2 separate regions of the Mus musculus genome follow, and region 1 is linked to region 2. A link is a contact called in public Hi-C data. All regions are on one chromosome and are shown on one strand. The core of a region is the stretch at or near the end of the contact, and the rest is flanking DNA. Distances in the headings are between cores, read along the strand shown. Region 1 holds the start of Ppwd1 (peptidylprolyl isomerase domain and WD repeat containing 1). Region 2 holds the start of Cdk7 (cyclin-dependent kinase 7).

Region 1 (4,821 bases), core at 620-3,119, 3.5 Mb before region 2:
AAAAAAAAGACACATGCATTAAACAACTATCTGCTGAATGTAGGAGTGACTAAAAAAACAAAAAGTCCTTTTTATCAAAAGAGAAACATGAACACGCACCTGTTGGAGGGAATATTTTCATATAGCCATTATTAAAAAAAAAAAAAGAGTATGGATGTTAGCAAAAATTAGAAACAGAACTACCACAGGATCCAGTAATTCCACTATTAGATATATATCCAAAGGAAACTAGCATGTTAAAAAGATGTTTACAATCTTGTTTACTATAGCACCATTCACAATAGCCCAGATATGTAATCAACTAAGTGTCCACCTAATGAAGAATGGATTTAAATTTTAAAAAGTTCCATTGTAACAGGAGAGTCAGTAGAAAAACAAGAGTGCAAAATTCAGGTAGGTGAGGAGATGTATTGGTAAGAGCTTGTGGAAGGTGTGTTTGAATTACTTCTTCCAACTAAGTGAAATGGAACCTAAGGTGATCCACTGTGAGGAAGTATCAAGGAATTTGAATTTTAAGAGCAGATACAGCCAGGTGGTGTGACCCCTGCCTTTAATCCCAGCACTTGGGAAGCAGAAGCAGAGGCATTCGAATCTCTGTCCTTTCAAGGACAGTCAGGACATAAAAGAAAAATCCTATCTCAGAAGGGGTCAGGGTTCAGAGAAATAGCTTATCACATAAAGGCTATAAGGTTTACAAACAAAATTTTAAGAGGAGAGGGGGAAAGGTTACAGAATGTTGGTTTTTTTTGTTTTTTGTTTTTGTCTTTAAGAAAACTCAAAGAATATAAAGCAACTTTGGATAGTAGCCCACTTTAAATTACTAACTAGTGGCCCAATTAAAACAACAAAAGATAGCATATTAATGAATATAGTCATCCAGGGCAAGGTTACTAGATGGCTGTTGTAAAGATGATAGTGTATCATGAGGTACAGTTAGGTAATTTTAAGGATGTAGAGAGGACCTGTAGTTTACAACATCAGATGTAAATCAGAATAAACACCGCCCCAATGTATTTTTTTACTCATAAGGAATTTTTAAGTCTTAAATTGCTTAACCTGTAAATTACCAACGGAGAAGTGGTACAGGATGCAGCTTTGTTGTTGGAATAGACAGAACACGGTAGCATGCTCCTAGGTTAAAGGTGTCAATAACGCGAAGATGTCAACTCCCCCCAAATTGTCCTCTTTTATCTTAATTAACATCTTAAAGGCGACAAAAACTCTGTCGCACTTGATGAGGAAATTCTAGACCTATACAGAAATATAAAGATCCAGAAATAGCAAAGGCTCATAGACTATATGCTAATCGTCAAACATAGAGCAGGCAGGTGGAGACGCGGGAACGTAACACGCAGGCCCTTCGTGAATTTCTCGCGTCACATACATACACATTCCAAGTCAAAAAGAATATTCTAAATGGGAGGCCACCTTATAAATTACAGTAATTTCAATATATAGTTTAGCTGATAGAAATCTACTTCATTCTTTTTAACAAAAAGTTCCTTCCAACCCCGCCCCTCGGCTTTTTCGGGAAAAAACAGGTAGGTTCTAGAACAGCATTGGCCCGAGAGGCCGAGAAGCGCGAGACCTCCAGTTCGTAAGGCGTAAGCGTCCGATCTAGGGGGTACCTGGGTCCCCCAAACCCGCGAGCTGCCATCCTCCTTGACAGAAAACTGGGGCCTTTGCCAGTCAGAGCCGGTTTCAACTCACTTCAGTCCTCCGGCCTCCTCAGCGCTCTCGTCAACACAGCCAAGCCGCGCTGTTTACGCGCGCTGCTCGCTGATTGGACCAGCTGCGCCCACCGCAGCCAATCAAAAAGCGCTTCCGGCAGCTGACGGACAAAAGCTGCGCCGCGGCTCGGGGAAACCTAGTTCACTCGGTCGTCGCGTCTCTTCTAACGCCTCGGACGACATGGCGACCGAGAGTGGGAGCGATTCGCAGCTGAGGAGGAGAAGGCGCCGAGACCCAGAGGGATCAGAAAAAACGGAACTGAGCGAGCGAGAACCGGCCCTGGCAGTGGCGGGGAGCGAAGAAAATGATGATGAGAATGAAGAGCGCTGGGTCGGGCCTTTACCGGTGGAGGCAACCCTTGCCAAGAAGAGGAAAGGTAGCAGCGGAGAGCCCGCGAGCAAGCTGGACGGCTACTCCGGCCGAGTGGGAGGGTTGATCTCAAGCACGCCCACGGGCGGGAGTGAGATTGTGGGTTTGTGCACTTAGAACGGACGATCTTCACTGCATTTCCTCCCTAAAGAGTGAATTGGTGTTAGTATGGCGTGTTAAAAAAAAAAAAAAAAAAAGGAACACCGTTGATTCCTGACTGTCAGAGATGATACAAACTAGTGCTTGTCTGTATTTCTGTGTTTGGATGCTTTTTTTGACCTCATAGCTGCTGTGTGAAGTTGGAATTCCTAATATTGATTGAGCAGGTGTGGGAAGGAGCTCTCAGAATCATAAACACTTAAGCTTTCAACCCTGACTCGTCTAGTAATGAATTTTCAAACTCAGGGGAAGTTGCTTAAGCTAGCTGGATATGAAGCCATACTCGAGACAATATAGTAAAGTTTTGCCACTAACGTGAATAATAACAAGATTTTATAATATTAAAGTTTGGTAAAGAGATAATATTTACTGTTTTAAAGACTGTTCTAGGAACTTTTTCATAAATGTCTTAGGGTTGTGTGTGTGTGTGTGTTCGTTCGCTCACGCGTTAATCTCAATTCTGACTGTGGAACTATTTAAAAATCTTTTATTTTCAGAACAAAGCCCAAACACCTTAACATGGATTATGAGGCAGTTTGTCTCTCTTTATTTCCCCAAGCAGGACTCCCAATTCTGTCCATTCTCAAAACCCTACCTTGTCCTTGAGCAAGGGCTCCTCTACGTTCCTGTCCAGATACTGTGAAGTGTCTCTATCTGGAGTCATTTCTCTCCTTTAACCATGCTAGCTTTTTAACAGGTCTAGGTTTTAGGTCAGTGCTTTTTGAACATTGGATAGTGACACCCTTTAGTTAGCTCCTTACTTTTTCTGCCCAATCCTGCTTTTGCCTTCGAGGCACTTACTACTTTTTGTAGTTGTGTGTTTACTCATGTGACTTCCTGAACACTACTAGCCTAATCATGTAAGAACAAGGATCTTGTACTTTCGGCTCCAACACTTCAATACAGTGTTTTGCATACAAGTTTAAATGAATATTTTATAACATTTGTGCTGTTATTATTTCACCTAAATATTACTACAAGAACTGCTTAGGTGGAAAGAATGGAAGGATAATTTAGGAAGGAAAACGAAACAAAATGAAAAAGAAAAACCAAACTTTGAAATGCTGACATAGGAAACAAGTGTCTTATGAACAATAGAGTTGGGACAGGAATAGGTATATCATGTGAAAAATCTTTTCCCTTAGCCAGATTTTTTTTTTAAGCCAACCAATGGAGTTTGAGTTTGAGGGAGGATGACAGGTGCTTAGTGATTTAAAATTTTTGGAAATGTAGGCAAGATTAGACTTTTGTGTGTATATGTTCACAATGATATATGGTTGTTTTATAGTACTTTGAGTTAAGCTATTTTTTAAACATTTATTATTATTATTACTATTATTTTATGTGTAAGGGTGTTTTGCAGGCATGTATACTATGTGGGTGTCAGGTATATTATGTGTTGGTGGGACCAGAGAGGTGGGAACGCTTATACTTAGTACAAGAGTGGAGGGCAGAGGACAATGTCACCTTGTAGAGTTGGTTCTCTACATCCACCTTTGTGTGGATTCCAAAGATTGAACTCAGGTTGCCAGAGGCAAGCATTGTTACTCGGAGCCATCTTGCCTGTCTTAAAATAAACTATTTCCTAAGGAAAATAATTATGTCTTTCTCTTCTTTCTGTGCATGTTCCCTTGAATATATTTAAATGAATTAGTGAACAACAAAAGCAATCTGGAATATAGGAAAATATTCACTACAGAAAATTCCAATAAACAACAGCATTAAAAAGATACTGGAGTACCACTTTTATGAAATAAGCAGCCCAGGATTGGTGTGACTCCAATGTTCCTAGGCACGTCCTGCCCTAAGATGACTGGTATATGGCCCTCATTTTCATTGTCCTGGGCTCTTAGAATTAATGCTGTAATCCTAATTAATACCTAGCTCCAAGCTGAAAAACTGAAGAAGGGAAGAAAGGAAAACTTTTTAAGAATGTGTATGTATATATGTGTGTGTGTTTATATACATATACGTATATTATCACAAAATGCTAATCCTAACCCTTACTATACAGTTACTACAAGAACCCAAGAAAGGCCATTTTAAGAAAATTTTACTAGGCACACATAAAAATGGGGATTCTGTTACTAAAAAAAATTTGAAAAGCAATTTGTCATACATAATTTTGAGTGTGCCACATAGCAGTAACAAGAACCTAATAGTTGGTCATGTTTAATTTGCTAGCTTTATATAGGCAAGTTTGATCTTTTTATTTGGAAACAGTGCATTTTCTAAAAATTGATCATGGCTCATCATAAAATTAAGATTTTTTTTTTGATGATCATCGATTTTCCATTTTTCTAGGTGTTATACTTTAGAAAACTATCTGAAAGGCACTCAAGTAGATTTGCTAGGATTTTCTCAACTATAAACAGCTAAGTGTTTTGTTTGTTTTTATGTTTCAGGTCTTTATACTGACTCTTTAATAGAGGAATAATGTCTTTAAACATACATCTTACAAATAGCTGTCAGCTTTTGTTACATTAACACTTACTACTAGTTTCTATATGGTTATAGAAATCATTTCCGTAAAGCTTTATATTTCTTTACACATTCATATTA
Region 2 (4,933 bases), core at 753-3,252:
TTGTAGCATGTAGGATTCTGATTATAACCTGGTTAGTTATGTAGTTGTAGAATTTTGTGATTTATGAATTGAGTATTAATCAACCCAGGATTATAGAAAAAACTCCCAATGACCAATAACAGATTGTGTGTGTGTGTGTGTGTGTGTGTGTGTGTGTGTGTGTGTGTGTGTGACTGTAGGCCAGGCTTTCCTGGAAATTGCAAGGTTCCTGCCTGTGTTTCCAGTGCTGAAGTGCACTGCCATGCCTGGCAGGACAGGGATGTGTAGGGATGGAACAAGAACAGGAAACAGTAGAGGGAGAATCCGATTGCTTAATTACGCTTACTTTACTTTTTCATATGGGTTAAAGTACTTCTTTATGTTACCTAAAACTGGCCAGCTTGGGAGAACTGGCTGCTAGTTCCTTGGAAAGTCAGATTAGTTTCTGTCTAATGCAAAACTTCATTATGCCCCCAATTTTGGTTTGATATGGTGAACCTTGCATGGATCTCTTAAATTTTATTAACAAAAGTATTAAGGGGCTTGGAGATCAGGAGTCCTCTATTTGCACGTATGCCTGCATGACAGGACACTAGATCTTATAAGCCACCATATGGTTGCTGGGAATTAAACTCAGGACCTTTGGAATATGCAGTCAGTGCTCTTATATGTTGAGCCATCTCTCTAGCCCTTGGATCAACTCTTTTTTTTGGTTTTTCAAGACAGGGTTTCTCTGTGTAACCCTGGCTGTCCTGGAACTCACTCTGTAGACCAGGCTGGCCTGGAACTCAGAAATCAGCCTGCCTATGCCTCCCAGTCCACTGCCCAGCCGAAGATCAATTCTTTTTTTTTTTTTCCTTTTTTTTTTTTAAAAGATTTATTTATTGATTATATGTAAGTACACTGTAGCTGTCTTCAGACACTCCAGAAGAGGGAGTCAGATCTCATTACGGATGGTTGTGAGCCACCATGTGGTTGCTGGGATTTGAACTCTGGACCTTCGGAAGAGCAGTCGGGCGCTCTTACCCACTGAGCCATCTCACCAGCCCGAAGATCAATTCTTAAATCCACCAGGGAATTGAGGCCTCAACAAAACCACCCTCTACCCTGCAAACTGGAAACAAAGATATGACTCAAAAGGAAACCATTGCTGGAGCCAGTAATTGACAGCTAGGCTTAAAGTGAAATCATTAATTACATAGCAAACACTGTTACTATGTGTAAAGGCTCTGTATGTTTTTCTTTTTCTTTTTTAAGATTTATTTTTTATTATAACTAGTTACACTGTAACTGTCTTCAGATGCACCAGAAGAGGGCGTCAAATCTCATTCCAGGTGTTTGTGAGCCACCATGTGGTTGCTGGGATTTGAACTCAGGACCTTCCAAAGAGCAGTCAGTGCTTTTATCTGCTGAGCCATCTCACCAGCCCCTGTATGTTTTTCTTAAATCATTAGTTTCAAATTTTTATAAGACCAAAGGCTCATTCTATAGCATTCAGTAGGACTTGGTTTTGATTTCCTGGGCCTGTTTCTTCATAAATCAGCCTTTAAGAACTTGAGGGTGGGACGGGGAGGGGTACCCGATTGGAGGAAGTGGGGCAGAGATCAGGATGTAAAGAGAATAAGTCAATAAATTAGTGGGGGGGGGGGGGAGGAAAAAAACATGCACAAAAAGAAAAACAAAACAAAACAAATGGAGGGGTTTGGTGTCCATAGAGACTCAGGCGACACAGTAACGCAAAGCAAGACAGCTGCAAGGGCAAGCCCTTACACTTCTGCTACATTCCGAACTTAGAAATACCACGTCAGAACCCTGGCCTATCATCTTTGGAAGCAAAAAAAAAATCCACGTTAAAGACAAAATCCAGTAACAAATGGACACTGACTGCAGTCTAGGACAGCACAGCTTCCGGGTACTGTGTGCACGTGGCAGCGGGGAAGGGCAGGGTTCGCGGCCCAACTCAGCTTCCGTAGGACTGGCCCCGCCCACAGCGGAAGTATGGGCGGGACCCGTAGGTCGTGTGCGTCCAGCGACCGGAAGTAGCTGTTGGGCAGCTTTCGGACGCTTTAAATTCCTGCGGGGTGGAGGGCTTAGCTTGGGTGCCCGGGTCTGGTTTCTCACTCGCATGGCTGTGGACGTGAAGTCTCGAGCGAAGCGCTATGAGAAACTGGACTTCCTCGGAGAGGGACAGGTGAGGCCTGGGGCTGAGTTCTCGCGCAGGCAGGCACAGCCTGGCCACCGCCGGCTGCTCGGTCCCCTTGTCACCATCCCTGAATTGCTTCTTCCCTGCTGAAGAAGAGGCCTCCAGACCACGTAGCAGGCCGTGGCCAGTCCCCTCCAGAATCAGGGCTTCTTTGTTCTTAAAAGGGGGAGGTGGGGAAGGGCCAAAAACCAACCAGCAGGTAAAGAAAGACCTCTTACGACTTTGTTACTGTTCCCCTTTCTAGTTTGCGACGGTCTATAAGGCCAGGGACAAGAACACCAACCAAATCGTCGCCATTAAGAAAGTGAGTTGCCTTTTTATGTTGTTTCCTCTCCAGTCTTTGCGTCTTGCTTGCCACGTAGCCCTTGCTGGCACGGACCTCGCTATTTAGAACTTGCTGCGAGCCTTAACCCTTCTGCTTTGTGTTTGGGGGTTTGGGGGGTTTGCAGGTTTGCAGGCGTACTCCACCACGCCAGGCAACTCTTAGAGAGTAAATGCCCGTGCATTAACAGTTGATGGATGGCTGTCTGTGAGATAGTCTTGCTATGGAGTCCAGATTGGTCTCCCAACTCGTGGAAATCCTTCTGCCTCTGCCTCCCGAGTGCCGGGCATTACAGACATGGGCTACCTTCGGCTTCATCTTACTGCTCACAGTCACACTGATTGAAGGAGTTACAAGAACTCTATAGACAGTAGTATTTATTAGTATCCTGTGTTTCAAGATGGAACTCGGGCTGAAACAGTTTTTGTTCAAGTTAAAACGTTTCATCCCCTAAAAGTTGGTTGTTGGCTATGGAGGCAAGGACAGCGTCTCTTCAGTCCTTTTGGATGGCATGGTCTTTCCATGTCAAAGGTTGTTAAAGGTGTGTTATCTATACACGAAGGTTTTCATTGGCATCAGCAATACTGATAATAGTGTAATTTCTAGAAAGATTTAAGTATTCTTAAAACTTAAATTCATTAACAACACCCTGATATAATTTCCTGTGTGCCAAACACTTTTGACTATTTTTTTTTTCTTCCCCCACTTAACCTCCAAATAGTCCGTGAAATAGGTAAAGTGTCTTTGCCTCCCCTTTGAGGTACCTGAGGCTAGTTAGATGACTTGAGGGTCGCACAGCTAGGAATGTGGAGGCATTAGAACAGAGCAGTTGGTTGAGCTTCGTTCCTCTGCTGACATCTATAGCCAGCTCATGGTGACTCTGCGACTCCGAATAGAACTCAGGGCCTGTTGTGGTTGAGCTCTGTATTTCTGTGCTTCTTTGAATCTGTTGTTTCCTTTGTAATCTCACAATTCCTTTGAAGTATGGAGAATTACACTCGCATCTGGCAGCCTCCCCTTTTCATTCATTTAGTATTTGGCTTGCTGTCTTTTCAGTGATTCTGTTACTATCATTGTTTTATTTTAAGACATTATTTTTGTATTAATATTTTCAGGTGGGGGCGCTTGTGTGCCACAGGGCATATGCAGGATCCAGGACAACTGCAGAGAGAGCCTCTCTCTATGCCTTGTAGGTTCCAGGGACTGAGACCTTGCTTGGTAGCAAGTGCCTTGGCTGGGCGTGGTGGCCTATTTCTGTAAGCCCAGCGACTCCAAAGGCTGAAGCAAGAGAATCAAATGGTAGCATTTTCCAGAACTGGGGAGGTAGAGATAGATAGACAAATCCCAGAGGCTGCCTCCATGTAGCATTTCCTACGTGGTAGATGCCCGTGAGAGACACTTTCTCACAGAAACAAGGTGGACAGTGTCTGAGGAAAAACATCTGAGTTGGCCTCTAACCTGCATGTGCACACACACAAACATACATACCTACACCTACATTTGTGCACCCTTAAAGACATATATACATAAAGTTCAGGACCTTCTTGAGCTAAAGAGTAAGTTTCAAGGCTAGCACAGGCAATTTAGTAAGACCCCACCCCGTCTCAAAATAGAAAGTAAAAGGCTGGAGAGATGGCTCAGCTGCTTGTTCTTCCAGAGGATCATTGTTCAATTCCCAGCAACCACATGGTGGCTCACAACCATCTGTAATGAGATCCAGTGCCCTCTCCTGGTGTCTGAAGACAGCTACAGAAAACAAACAAACAAACAAAAATGTCGGGCACTGGTGGCACACACCTTTAATCCCAGCACTTGGGAGGCAGAAGCAGGCGGATTTCTGAGTTCGAGGCCAGCCTGGTCTACAGAGTGAGTTCCAGGACAGCCAGGGCTGCACAGAGAAACCCTGTCTCAAAATAAATAAATAAATAAATAAATAAATAAAACAAGACAAAAAAAACAAACAAACAAGGCCTAGGCTTAGTGGTGGAGCCTTTGCCTAGCACATGTGAAGCCTGCTGTTGTGGAAAACAAGCACCAGAATTATATCCAAACACCAGAAGAAACGACAAAACACCAGGCAGTTTCCTTTTTCTTGAGACAGGAACTCTGTAGCCCAGGCAAACTCCTATCAGTTCCAGCCTCTCAACGATGGTATTCCTGGTGTGAGCCGCTCCCATCCTCCCCTCTTCTCTCTGCTGCTGTCTTTGTTATCACCAGGTCTACTTCTGGCTCACCATCCCAGCCACGCTCACCTTTCTATTCCTAGAACGTGTTAGATTTGTTCTAGTCCCAGGATTGTTGTATTTTCTCTTTCTTCTGGTTGCCCTGTTTTGTCTCCAGAACTTGGTGTAGTTGAATTCTATTTCACTCAGATGCCTCTCCACCTAGAGGGGCCTTTTAAATACACCAAAACAAGTGTTGCCCACTGC

The links. Hi-C and Micro-C count contacts between places; a contact is called where the count stands out from the background.
Region 1: a contact with region 2 is called in a Hi-C map of B cells, with 6 read pairs. The contact joins the promoter of Ppwd1 here to the promoter of Cdk7 in region 2. A contact is called at or near these places in 1 of 39 promoter capture datasets (cranial neural crest) and 1 of 484 Hi-C or Micro-C datasets (B cells).

What each region holds. Positions count from the first base shown.
Region 1 is chr13:104,225,892-104,230,712 of GRCm38.p6, reverse strand. Ppwd1 (peptidylprolyl isomerase domain and WD repeat containing 1) reads left to right here and starts at 1,869. Exons shown (of 11, transcript NM_172807.4): 1 at 1,869-2,107. The coding sequence starts at 1,912. Cenpk (centromere protein K) reads right to left here and starts at 1,747. Exons shown (of 10, transcript NM_001377093.1): 1 at 1,711-1,747.
Region 2 is chr13:100,728,011-100,732,943 of GRCm38.p6, reverse strand. It overlaps Cdk7 (cyclin-dependent kinase 7), which reads left to right and starts at 2,002. Exons shown (of 12, transcript NM_009874.3): 1 at 2,002-2,170; 2 at 2,427-2,486. The coding sequence starts at 2,105.